Regions from separate parts of the Zea mays genome. Here all the other regions are linked to region 2. A link is a contact called in public Hi-C data. All regions are on one chromosome and are shown on one strand. The core of a region is the stretch at or near the end of the contact, and the rest is flanking DNA. Distances in the headings are between cores, read along the strand shown.

Region 1 (3,940 bases), core at 1,300-3,799, 200 kb after region 2:
GAAAAACAAAAATATTGCCAAAATTCCATTCTGAAAATTGTGCTAAGTGGAGACTCTCTGATCCTTTTCAGCCCTGAAACCTAATGAAATCAAAGCATGAACAAAAACTTTTGAAGTGAGAAAAGGGAAGCACCTAGAAGATAGAGAGCACATGTAGAAATCCCTCTCTCCACCACGCTTAATGTTCAGAGAGGCTCGAACAGAGATGATTGAGAGTCTCCTAAGGATATATAGCTGCAACAATTCATGAAAAAATGTTAAAGCCAAATCCATCAAATGTGCTGATATGCACTTACATCTAGTGGTATGGAATTACCTGTTGCTCAAACTCAGCCTCTGATCTTGAGCTCTTGGTAACGAAAACCTGCTCAATGACTGGCTCAGTCTCGAGTGCAGATTCACCCAAGTCTGAGTTGTCAGTCGGAACCAGACGCCACCCGAGTATTACATGTCCCAGTGATTCTGCAACCTGCAAGGACAAGATTATTAATCAGAGAAATGAGCTTAACATGAAAATCCTGCATCATAGGCTATCAAATTTATTAACAGTGTTACACCAACCTTCATAAACTCAGCTTTGCCTTTCTCACGACGCTTTTCATCTGTTGGCATAAAAAACATTCCAACAGCATACTCGCCTGGTGGGGGTAGCTCAAACCCAGCATCCTTTGCGACCTACAAGAACACAAAAACAATTGAATAACTGTTGAAAAGAACAAATCTGTTCTTCTATTTTTTTTTGTTGCAAAGAAACTCACCTCTTTGAAGAAGTCATGTGGTAGAGCGACCATGATGCCGGCACCATCTCCTGTATTCTTCTCGCAGCCGCAGGCACCACGGTGAGCCATTCTCTCAAGCATCTCAATAGCATCATTAACCTGGGGTAAAAAGGAGAGCAAAATCGGCATCCCGAACATGATACATCAAAATAGTGTAGCTACAATGCATGTGGCATCGCCTCTTTGAACTTTGAAGGAATCGATGTAACTCACAGTCTCGCGTTTGTAATCGCCAGATAGCTCAGCGACAAACCCAACGCCGCAAGCGTCACGCTCGAATGAGGAATCGTAGAGCCCAATGCTGCTGTTCGGGAGCTTTGAGAGCGGCCTCACCACCTCGGCGTCGCGTGCCGCCGCGTGGGGCGCCCGCGGAGCGACGCGCTCCTCGGTGCGGTGCACGCGGCCAAGGAATCCGCTGCCCTCGAGGGAAACGCCACCGTAGGCTTGCCAGCCCGAACGGTACGGCGCCGCCACGGGGCGGCCGCGTCGGGCCCAACGACCTGCGCCCAGCGGCGCCGACCTCAACGCTGTCCCTTGCGCCGTCGACATGGCTGAACAGCAAGCCTCGCAACCTGTCATGCAACAGTCAAACAACGACGAACATCAGATGGTGTTCGCTTAGCTGTTCATCGATCTACAACACCACGCGGGGGAAAAGGGAACCAGAAATGCGTGAAAAAACATATTTAAAAAGCACCCGAAAAAACAAGCAGAAAGCTCAAGGCTGTCCCCTTCGGGCTTCGGCCCTTCCCTACGCCCACATGTCAACACCATAGGCATCCAGAAAAGAGCGTGCGACCCACTCCGCAGCGTAACAGAGCACTCCCGAAAAGAATTACGAAGAAAACGCCTCAGCGGCGGAAACACACGCAGGGATGAACAGATCTACCAACCCCACGCACGGCGGTGCGGATTCCTCCGCCGCCGCCGCGACACAGCAGATTCACGAAGCAGCGCACGGACGGACGCAGAATCAAACATCAACGGATCGAAATAAATAAAAGCAACGAGACGGCCGCGTATGCCACCAACCACGCACGCACGCTACAGCCGAACCAAACCGCCAAGTTGCCAAATCCCGTCGGCTTTTTTTAGCGTCTCGCGGGTCACGGCAAGAGGGTGCAGCGAGCGGATACCTCTCTCTCCGTCTAGCCGCACGGAACCGGTGGCTGCGGGCTCACGACCGCGTTGTGGCTCCGCCCTTTTCTCCGCCGCTACCTTCGCGACTCACGCCCGGGGATCGGTGTCTTAGATTTTGGCTGCTCACTTCCCCACGCTTATCCCCGGCGGCGGCTCGGCGAGGAGGGGATCGGTGTTGTGGGTTGGTGGGAGCGGAGTGCCGCCTCTGTCGCGGCCTCGCGGGATGCCCTGCCTGCCGAGCGTCGCTCGCCTTCCTTGACCTCTCCCCCGGATTGTACAGGGCGTTGGGGAGCATTCGGCGCCTCTGCATTTATAGAGGGGAGGAGCGAGGGAGGGTGGCGGTGAGCTCGCCCTCACCGCGCCTAGCTGCCAACCCCGCTCTCCTCGTCTCGCGTGGCGTCCCCACGCACGCATACGGCCCCACTGATTATATTTTCGCCCCCAATCTTCTCACAAATTTTGTTTCCCTTTTTTTGGTTTTCTCTGTTTATTTGGTTATTTTAAGAGTTTTGTTGTTGTTAGGTGAGGCTATCTCAGCCATATTTCGTATGGGTCCCTACAAGAAACAGGATTCCGTTGTACCCCTTGCCTGTATGGTGCTTTTTTGGTGTACAAAAATGGAAACGTGTTAGCAAATCATACTAAATAGATAGCATTTGTCTGAATATCTTTCCGGCGGAACACATTTACTGTGACATATTCTGCATACGATTTTAATAATTAATTTAGTGAATGGTGTTCTTGCTTAGCGATTTATTTGCCGGTCAATATTATATATCCAACTAATTCTTTGTCTATCAACTAGTTGCAAGAACTCGTACAAATGAACCATACTTGAAATAACTACTTCGTGTCAATGAAATCTCAGTGTCAATGTGTAAGGTGATGTGTATGCATCCATGCAAATAGTTAGATATTTTTTAGTTTGAGTAAAGTTCAAGGTCTCTTCATTTCGCAACTTTCCCCCTCTATACCCTATATACATTATGTACACTATTGAAGTTTCCTCACTTGTGGTCCCTTTTGATTTGGCAAAACATGTCGCCTCTCTCACAATGAACACGAGAACCAAAAAAGAAGAGGCATCCTAGAAAAAGGTTAGAGGAAGAGCAATAAGAGGATCCCAAACTTATCACCTCTTAGTTGGCACTATTGAGGAAAGGAGGATACAACATCGCATTCTATCTTATTGCACAAATCACGCGTGAGTGTGACGTGGACGGCATGTATCCTCTAGTGATACGCATCTTATGCGTGAAGGGAAGGCGATGACACGACAAAAATCCCCGCTTACACGAGGTGAGCAATTGCACCGCCGCCTAATTCATAGGTTAATTCCCTTTTTTCTTCTCATTGCACTAATTCCTACTTAAGCTCATCTTTTGCATTGGCATAGATAACTGAGAGGTACATCTATATTTTTTTGAAATATTTCACGCATTTTTTTATATTTGCAAACATGAGACAGACCATCGGAGAAGCAAATAGTATAGGAACATTAGATATGTTCTTGCATTCTTGTGATGTGTTTCACTTGAACAAACTGATAAACAATTAAAAAAATTTATTTACACGCACGGGACATTTTTAAAACCTGTTTCAAGAAGTGGGGTTTGTTATGTGAAACCAATACACTTCTACACAAAAAAACAAGGGACATGAAGATCGATCTTTATTCAAGTATATAAATCACTAGGGTTAATAAAAAAAACTACCATGCAATCTTTCGGATTAGACAAATAATATAAGAAACTATGGACACTAGAAGCCAAAATTGACGAACGTCGGAAACAAAGGGAGTATAGTAGAGGGAGGGAGTACGGGAGGTGAAATGCCTTCGAAAGAATCTTTTTGGCCTGAAATATAAAATCAGGAGACGGTTACAATTTTGCACTCTTCCGTCTGCATTTAGCGGCAGTGCGGGCCCACGGCCAGATCAGACACGACGGGGACTCGTGCTGTCCACAGTCGCTGCCTAGCATACTGTTGTTAGCAAAAACAGCAGCCGCCCGATGTATGTG
Region 2 (4,055 bases), core at 1,204-3,703:
GGAGAAGGACAGGGTGGTGTGCGTGAACATGCCGTAGCAGAGCGCAGCAGCTGCCTGCACCAAACTCTGTCTGTCAGGGGTGCGCGCGCGGCCGCGCGCGGTGATCACCGGTGAATCAATAGCGCCGGGTCGATCGAGATAGGAAAGGAAACCCAGCGCACGCACCTTGATGCCGAAGAGTCTGAGAACCATGTCCCCGCTCCAGAAGGTGAAGGCCGACTCCATGGAGCTCTTCTTCCTGCGCGTCACCTTGGCCGCCGTACGGACGTACTCCGTGGGGTCGTCGTGCTTGGCCAGGTGGAAGGGGATCAGCATGTAGCCCAGCTTGTTTCCCCACCTCGCGGCGCCGTTGTTGTTGTCGTTGCCGGACTCCATCATGCTCGCCAGTGCCTACCGGTTGTTATGGCTAGCTGTGAGCAACAGCAAGAAGAGGATAATCTTCCCCGCAGCTGGCGTGCTGTGTGATCAAAGAGGACACGTGGCAGAGAAGCTCACATGTATGCCGGGCGTCGCCCGTAAGTTGACGAGAACAGCCGACCGCACCGTGATGCTCCTCTTACTGTCGCTTTCACCTGCAGATTTTGGCTACGGCGGCGTCATCTATTCGGTTGTAATTGTAAACCGATGCACTGCAAAAGAAATTTATTTTTTTGCTTTTCAGCACTTCGCTCACCTGTTCTCCGGTAATAATACCGAGACAGAGCGCTAGAGGTTATCCCAAGAAGAACGTCGTTTACAGTCTGAAAAAGTACAGAACGCGCAAGCAGTTATTTGTTGAGCCAGTGGAACAGTGGTGTAGTATAGTGGAGCCAGTGGAACGAAGAGCCATGAGGAGCACACTTACGCAGCCCACTGCATTCTTGACGAGCTTGATGTCGTCCAGGCTGAGCGTGCGGTTCACGAAGCGCCTGGGCTGGAACTCGGTGCCCTCCTTGCCCTTGAGCACCGTGGGCGCGTCGCCCAGCAGCGACGCCGCCGTCGCGACGAAGCATGCCACGTCCACCGCCGTGCGCCACGCCAGCACGAGCAAGGACAGGAGCCACGCGGCCAGCGCCGCCAGCGCGCCCGCGGGCCGCCGCACAGCGTGGACGGGGCCCGCGCGCCGGGCCGGCGGGAGGGAAGGGAGCGCGCCCGGGTCGGCGGCGCTGCGGGTGCAGGCCATGAAGAGGGAGAGCATGGAGACGCCGTCGCCGACGGAGTGGTGCGCGCGGAGCGCCAGCGCCGCCGCGGCGTCGGCGGTGGGGAAGTCCAGGACGTGGACCTCCCACAGCGGCCGGGAGTGCGCCATGGGCCGCGTCGACAGGGACGACACGTAGTCCTCCAGCGCCTTGTCCGGGTCGGCCGACGTGGTGGCGGGGTTCAGCTCGGGGACGATGATGTGGTCGTCCACGTTCACCGCTGTCCGTATCCACTTCGGTCTGGCGTCCTTCTCATTTACCACCTGCAACGCAACCATTTGTGGTGTAGTGGTTCTCGCTCCAAAACAACCAAGAAGCAACGAAGAACAAAAAAAAACATATGCCCAATCATGTTGCGAACTCCCATACAAGTTTAGGGTGTTTGGTTGAGAAGTGGAGAATAATAGAGCGGTCATATCTTTTTTTTAGACATTTGATTTCTAACAAATACCAAAGCTTATTTTGTTATTAAATCCAGTTCAATTGCATCGCCTCCGATACCTATATATATAAATGGCAAACAGGTCCTAAGATCATTTAGTTGAAGGAATCGGTGCACGCATCCCATTTTCGGCCCTTTTCTACCGTTCCTTTTCACGGGCTGCGTTGTACTACCGTCTAACACCAGTTCTTCCTCGTTCATTCATGACAACCACGTAGAGCGCACGAAACCGTGAACGGGAGTGGATGGTGACACCGTACGTACCTGGACGCTGCAGAAGCGAGGGTGGCGCGCGAGCGTGGCGGCGACCCCGGCCCGCAGCGCCGGCAGGTCCACCGGCGCGCCGAGGCCGAACACGGACACGATGTGGCAGCGGAAGTTCGGCTCCCGGAACAGCCGCCCCGTCGGGCTCACCGGCTCCTCCTCGATGGCCGCCACAACCCCGGCGGCCTGCTTGCTCCCGAGCTCAATCGCCGCCGCCGTCGACGACGCTGTGTTCACGGACAGCGGCCGCTTCCGCAGCAGCGTGGCGCTGCCGGTGCCGGCACCGCTTCCATCCATCGGCGCCGCGTGAGCGCGTGCGTTCCTCCTCGGACGTGGACGACTCGGCGCGGCGGCGTATACCCTCCTTGAGGCTTGAGTTCTTTTTTCGCGCACTGAGGTTCTCTTCTCTCCAACCAGTCTCCTATGCTGACTGCTAGATTAGCTAGTTAGCAGTGGCGTCCGTGCACGTGCAGGGGAAGTAGTAAGAAAAGAAAACCGAGCGCGCTCTCTCGCTTGCGACTTGCCCACTGCATGCGCTCGGTTCCGTGCGAGCCTAGCCACTGGGTGTGGTCTGCGTGGGGCGGGTGGAATAGTCCACCGGGGCGGCCGCGACGGCGCGACCTGCGGCTGCGGGTAATTCTTGCGCGGCGTGCTGCGGCTGAATGCACGGCCAGACACGTGGATGGCTCGCTGCCTCGGGCCATCGATGGTCGCAGCCTCTGCCTTGAAGTCTTATTATTTAGGCGGCACTCTTCTACAGCGTTGTGTGATGACGCCAGCTTCCTCGCTACAAAAATATGGATATAAAATTCATCATAGACTAACTTCACCAGGGAATCTAGAATCCAGCAGAAAACTATTTAGATAACATGATCCATACAACGATATCTATACTATACTTAAAAGCACCAGTTTCAACGGTCGTCGTGCGTCATTTTTTACAAATAACTCCTCACAGCTATTTCAAATTAATTCGATGCATGTCTATAGATGTCAAACGACACCCGACACGGGCTAGATGCACGCGGGCCACAACTATGGCACGGCACGTCATGTCGGCCTGCTAACTGTGTCGGGCCAGCCCGTTAGCCCGTCGATCCATTTAATTAAATCAGCGTAACGACGCCCGACACGGGCTAGATGCACGCGGGCCACAGCTATGGCACAGGCACGTCATGCCGGTCTGTTAACTGTGTCGGGCCAGCCCGTCGATCCATTTAATTAAATCAGCGTAAAATGTTAAAAAACGGTGCAAAGGTGGGGTTCAAACCCATGCCCTGATGGAAGAAGGGCAGGAGACACTGGGTGAAACTGTCTAACCAGTAGAACATCACGCTAAAATGTTTTTAATATTGAATATAAATTGTATATAGGTATATACGTTTTTTTTGTAAAATAAAAAAATAATCGTGTCGGACCGGGCCAACACTACGGGCCGACTGAGACCACATTGGCGCAATGGACTATATGGTGTTTGAGGTTGCCGAATTGGATGGAGCAGCAATGATTTGTCACACTAACATCAAAATGAAAGGTTATTTGTTGGTTTTAAACGTTAGTAATTGCTACGAAGTAACGTAATTTATATAGAGCGCATCCAGTTTTTATTGATGTCTGACTTTAGCAATCACTCCATATTTTGATCTATCTTTTTTATAAGTTTGACTTCATAGGACTTATTTTATAAACTTGATCTCACAAACTTTCTCTTATTTGATCTCTGTATGATGAAATTATGTCATTTTATAATCTCTGTTCATTCAGTCAATCGTTGTAAACTCTCTTTAATCACTCACTTTATTAGCCGTGTTGTACCAAGACATATTTGCATGGAGTAAACAATAACATCAGTTAGCCAAATCAAAAAATATATTATACAGAGAGCTAGAGAGCGGAGACCATCAATAAAAAATCTTGAAATTTTTTTGATGGATAATTTACGTGGGTATTATTGTAAGCCGTCGCAATGCACAGACAACCGACTAGTTTTAGTTTAAAGGCTAGTTTAGAAACTCTATTTTATTAAAAGTTTCCTATTTAGCCAAAAAAAATATAAACTAATTTTTCTTAGAAAAATAAAAATCTTTTAGAAAAATGGGTCTCCAAAGTCCAAACTAGCCCTAAATAGCTAGATTTACCCCATACCATACACCTACGTGATAGTATATGAA
Region 3 (4,549 bases), core at 641-3,140, 230 kb before region 2:
GGACTCGACCTCGACCTCGGAAGACGGACTCCGCCTCGCCCGACCCCAGGGGTCGGACTCAGCCTCGACCCTAGGGGTCGGACTCAGCCTCGACCCCAGGGCTCGGACTCGACCTCGACCTCGGAAGACAGACTCCGCCTCGCCCGACCCCAGGGGTCGGACTCAACATCGACTCTGGAAGACGGACTCGACCTCGACCTCGGAGGAGCCTCCGCCTCGCCTGACCTAAGGCTTGGATCGACCACGTTACAGGGGGGCCATCATTACCCTACCCCTAGCTAGCTCAGGCTACGGGGAACAAGACCGTCGTCCCATCTGGCTCGCCCTGGTAAACAAATAATGATGGCGCCCCGCGTGCCCCATAACGACGGCGGCGCTCAGCCCCTTACGGAAGCAAGGAGACGTCAGCAAGGATTCGACAGCCCCGACAACTGTCCTTCCGCAGGGCTCCAGCTATTATCCGACGGCCACGACATCACATGAACAGGGTGCCAAAACCTCTCCGACTGCCACGACGGCATGTACTTAGGGCTCTAGCTCCTCTCTGCTAGACACGTTAGCACACTGCTACACCCCCCATTGTACACCTGTACCTTCTCCTTACGCCTATAAAAGGAAGGTCCAGGGCTCTCGTACGAGAAGGTTGGCCGCGCGGGGGGACGGGCCGACGCGTAAGGCTCTCCCACGCGAACGCTTGTAACCCCCTACTGCAAGCGCACCCGACCTGGGCGCAGGGCAACACGAAAGCCGCGGGTTTCCCCTTTGCTTGTTTCTTTCCCCCTTCGTGCTCCGTCTCGCGCCGACCCATCTGGGCTGGGACACGCGGCGACAATTTACTCGTCGGTCCAGGGACCCCCCGGGGTCGAAACGCCGACAAGCATGGTCTAACATGACCCATTTGTGGACCGACCTTACTCGCCCTAATCTAACCCACCTTATATACAAGTATGACCAACTCGGTCCTCACTTTCGAGCTCTGTTAAAAAGACATAAAAAACAACAATAAAAATTAGGGAAAATTAAATTACTTTTGAGCTAGGTTACAAGATAGGCCCTGGGCCGCCTAGCACGACACGACCCGTTTAAAATTAGTCGGATCATGCTTGTGTTCAGACTTTCGGCCTACCAGAACGACACAATCCACTATTTATCTGTGTCGTGTCTTGGTCCGATTAAATTGATACGGTCTATGATAGATTACTTATATGTTAACCTCCCATTGTTTTTTTAAACTGAGAAGCCAGCCCATTGTTAAAGAATAATCAAATATAAATTGTCAGCCCAACCCGGTGCTACCAAAGTCTTCGGCTGCTTCGTTTCTCGTTTATGGGCCTAATTAATAAACAATTAAAAGTGAAGATGGGCCACTTCAAAGTACAAGACATTGGGCTCCTTTGCCATGGTTTTAGATTCCTAGATCTAAATCGAATCATCTAAAGTAACCGTCCGTTTAGCTAGCTCGCTAGATTCTTGAAACTAGAACAAGAAAAACTAGGTTTTAGGTGTTACCGATCAGTGGTATCCGCGCAGACAGACGGCTATGAGAACGAGGAGGGAGGGAGTATCCGTGGTTGAGTGAGGCTCGTCGACGCGACGGTGCCCAAGCTCTCGTTTTCACGTTTTGGCCTGGCTCTGCCACTGGACGACGACAGGGCGTGAGAGCAGCACAGGAATGAGATGGCGAGCTCGACAAAAATGCCTAGCGGTCTCAACGGGATGGCAATTGGATGGAGTTTTAACCGCAGTTTTTCTATTATTTGTCGAGAATAGTTCATTTAGTTAGACTCTTGGAGTTGCTTTAGCTAACTTTTAAACTCTATAAGACTATAGGCCTGTTTAGAGAGGAGCCTACGGCGCCGCAGCCCGCCACACCTGCGGCGCCGGCCGATTTGGGCGCCACACCCGCGGCAGCCGGAGTGTGGCGTGGTGTGGCGCTCGAGCCAGCCCACCAAACAAGCCCTATAACTCTAACGACGTGAGGTGTGCTCGCGAGGCCTGTGACAGTAGTTTGCGCTTAGGAGATAAACGGCTTGTTTTACTTGTTGAATGAACCTAACGCTCAAATCGGTCGAACACAACACTCACCTGCACGATCTAGCTAGCCAGGTAATTAGGGCAATTTAAATTTGCCGCAGGTTCAGCAGGTCACACACACACTAGAGACTGCAACTCACAATTACTACAGACAGTGGAAGTGGAAGGAGCAACGCTCTCAGATGAGCGCAGCGGAGCAGAGCAAGAGCCAAGAGCAATCAAACGGGCCAGAAAACCGTGGCGCCGTCCGCGACCGGCAAGAGCAATCAAACCTGCGGCCGCGAGCATTTCACGTACAGACGCGAGCTCTGGAGCAGCGAGGAGCGTACTACCTCAGTACCTCCGTGTCTGGTGTCAAAGGCGAAGACGCTCGGCGTACTACAACACAGTGATCGATGGAAACATGCCCCTAGCTAATTCCCTAGTCGTACGGCGCGCGGCATGACCACCATTCCTGCAGCCAGGTTCCTGTTTCGGCAGGGGCGCACGAAGCTGCGAACCGCAACCGCAACTTCCAGTCTTCCACTCCCGTACCAAGAGCCAACGGTTTCCCAGGGTTGACCGGACCAGAGGCATCAGCGTCATGCAGCCATGTGAGCTACCGGTACACCGTACCGGAGTTGTAGTCGTCTCGAGAAACCCGCTGCGTCGAGTTTGAGAACCTCAGGGTCTGGTTCACGAAATATAACGTAAATAGTAATAGTAATGATTTATACTCGAATATTAGTAAATTTGAACAAGCCAATATTAGTTTATAGTTTAGTATCTCATTACGATTAGATTTAAACAAACATGTGACCACAGACAGTGGCTCTCAGTTTCAGTCCCGGAGACGGACGTCGAGTAGCAGCTAGCTAGCGCAGCATGCAGGGAGAGACGATGGATGACGACGACGCCCAGCGCCCCCCTACCTGTCACCTGTGTTTCTTTTGAGCCATTATTTCAGTTGCCGCCGGTAGGAAAATACACCGTGGGCTGCTGACGCGACCTTGGCACAAAGAACACGCCAGCTGCTCTGCTCGTCGTCGTCGAGCTCGATCGTGTCAGCTGATAGCTCCGCTGTGTCGTTTACGTCCGCGCCACGCGCGCGCTCGCTGCCTCCTGGCTCCTGGCGCTGCTCCTCGTCTTCCTTTCCCCATCCGCAGATGCGCTTTTGCCGCGACCGTTTGCGCATGCAGTGCAGGGATCATGGGGTTCATTCATGGCGCGGTTAATTTACCACGTACGTCACGTAATAAGAGCATGCATGCATGCAGTTGGGAACCAACAAGAACAAGCTAGGGGACACAGGTATCTGTGGGATCGTGACTCATATACTGCTCATATATATGCTGAATTCAAACCTCGCAAATTCCCTTTTGGATTTAATAAAGAAACTAGACAATATATTGTAGTAGTTTTCCTGTTGTGTAATGTCCATCTACTCACAGAGTGGCCGTTGTGACCATCAAACGTAACGGTTTGAACATTGGATCATTGATATCGTCTAACTTTTTATTATTATTATAATTTCAAAGGCCGTGCTGATACATTTCTCTTCCCGAGAACATATCCACTACGTGCCTACGTGCACATGAGTGTTTGGTATACATGAACTAACAAAGTTTACAAAAATATCTGAAAAAAATTCATACATATTCTTTCAATCTTACTCCAATTATATACAAAATTTTAAGTTAAAAATTCATTATACTTTAGCCATAATAAAAAAAGATAAAATTTCTGATAAGTTTAAATTATAAAATCGTCTAAAATATTATCTTTTTTTATAACTAAAATATAACGATTTTGAACTTGAAACTTTGTATATAATAGGAGTAGGATGAAAATAATATGTATGATTTTTCCAGATTTTTTGGTAAATTTTATTAGTTCATGTGCACCAAATACTCATGTGCACCGGATGTGTTCCGTTCTCTTTAATATGGTATCATAAGTTCTATGGGAAGTAGGAAAACAAAGCATCTGACCCATGCATTAGCTCACGTCCTAAAGGATAGGGTACAAGACAACGTATTCTTTATGAGCAAAGGATGAAGTTCTAACCGGTACGTACGATATAATTAGTACTCGGATTGTAAGCCGATTAAGTCTATATCTCATAATTGATTTGTAACTTTAGCCCCTGCATGTATAAAGAGAGCTAGAAACCATTTGTAGTGAGTATCATGTAAGTATTCATGGCGGGAATCATGGAGGATCATGTGAAAAATGACCCTATCAGTGAGGATTTTATATCTTTCCAAGGCAAAAGCCTAGCAGCTAAGACAAAACATATGTGTTGCTCACAACATAACAGGGGCGAAAGAGTGGCACCAACGAACAATAAGAGGAAGACTAAAACAAGATGTCTCGGAAGACGAGCAAACATCCTCTAAGAAATTGCTCAACAAATATGTGACTTGGTCTAATAGATCTATGTCAACAAATGAATGAGAAATGTGACGTTTGAACTCACATCAATGATGCTCGAAGACAATAGGAAGAGGCAGAACGAAAGAGGTAAGAAGAGTGG

Evidence for each region. A called contact is a pair of places that touch in the nucleus more often than the background predicts.
Region 1: a Hi-C map of tassel shows a contact between it and region 2, with 1.9 times the contacts expected there. The contact joins the promoter of LOC103651348 here to the promoter of LOC103651350 in region 2. A contact is called at or near these places in 2 of 25 Hi-C or Micro-C datasets (bundle sheath and tassel).
Region 3: a contact with region 2 is called in a Hi-C map of ear, with 2.5 times the contacts expected there. The contact joins the enhancer-like site here to the promoter of LOC103651350 in region 2. A contact is called at or near these places in 2 of 25 Hi-C or Micro-C datasets (ear and leaf).

What each region holds. Positions count from the first base shown.
Region 1 is chr3:213,905,074-213,909,013 of Zm-B73-REFERENCE-NAM-5.0, reverse strand. LOC103651348 (glutamate synthase 1 [NADH], chloroplastic) reads right to left here and starts at 2,549. Exons shown (of 23, transcript XM_008676969.3): 1 at 1,916-2,549; 2 at 993-1,351; 3 at 759-878; 4 at 562-675; 5 at 317-469; 6 at 134-234. The coding sequence starts at 1,328.
Region 2 is chr3:214,109,691-214,113,745 of Zm-B73-REFERENCE-NAM-5.0, reverse strand. LOC103651350 (O-acyltransferase WSD1) reads right to left here and starts at 2,453. Exons shown (of 7, transcript XM_020550512.2): 1 at 1,885-2,453; 2 at 845-1,441; 3 at 674-740; 4 at 496-572; 5 at 166-390; 6 at 1-50. The coding sequence starts at 2,181.
Region 3 is chr3:214,338,427-214,342,975 of Zm-B73-REFERENCE-NAM-5.0, reverse strand. No RefSeq gene overlaps it. Among protein-coding and RNA genes, the nearest start is that of LOC103651353, 20 kb to the left of the region's middle. Within about 2 kb of position 1,890, at least 12 of the 20 cell types and tissues checked have an H3K27ac peak or open chromatin away from gene starts, as enhancers often do. A contact at or near this core is called in ear and leaf, where this site is marked.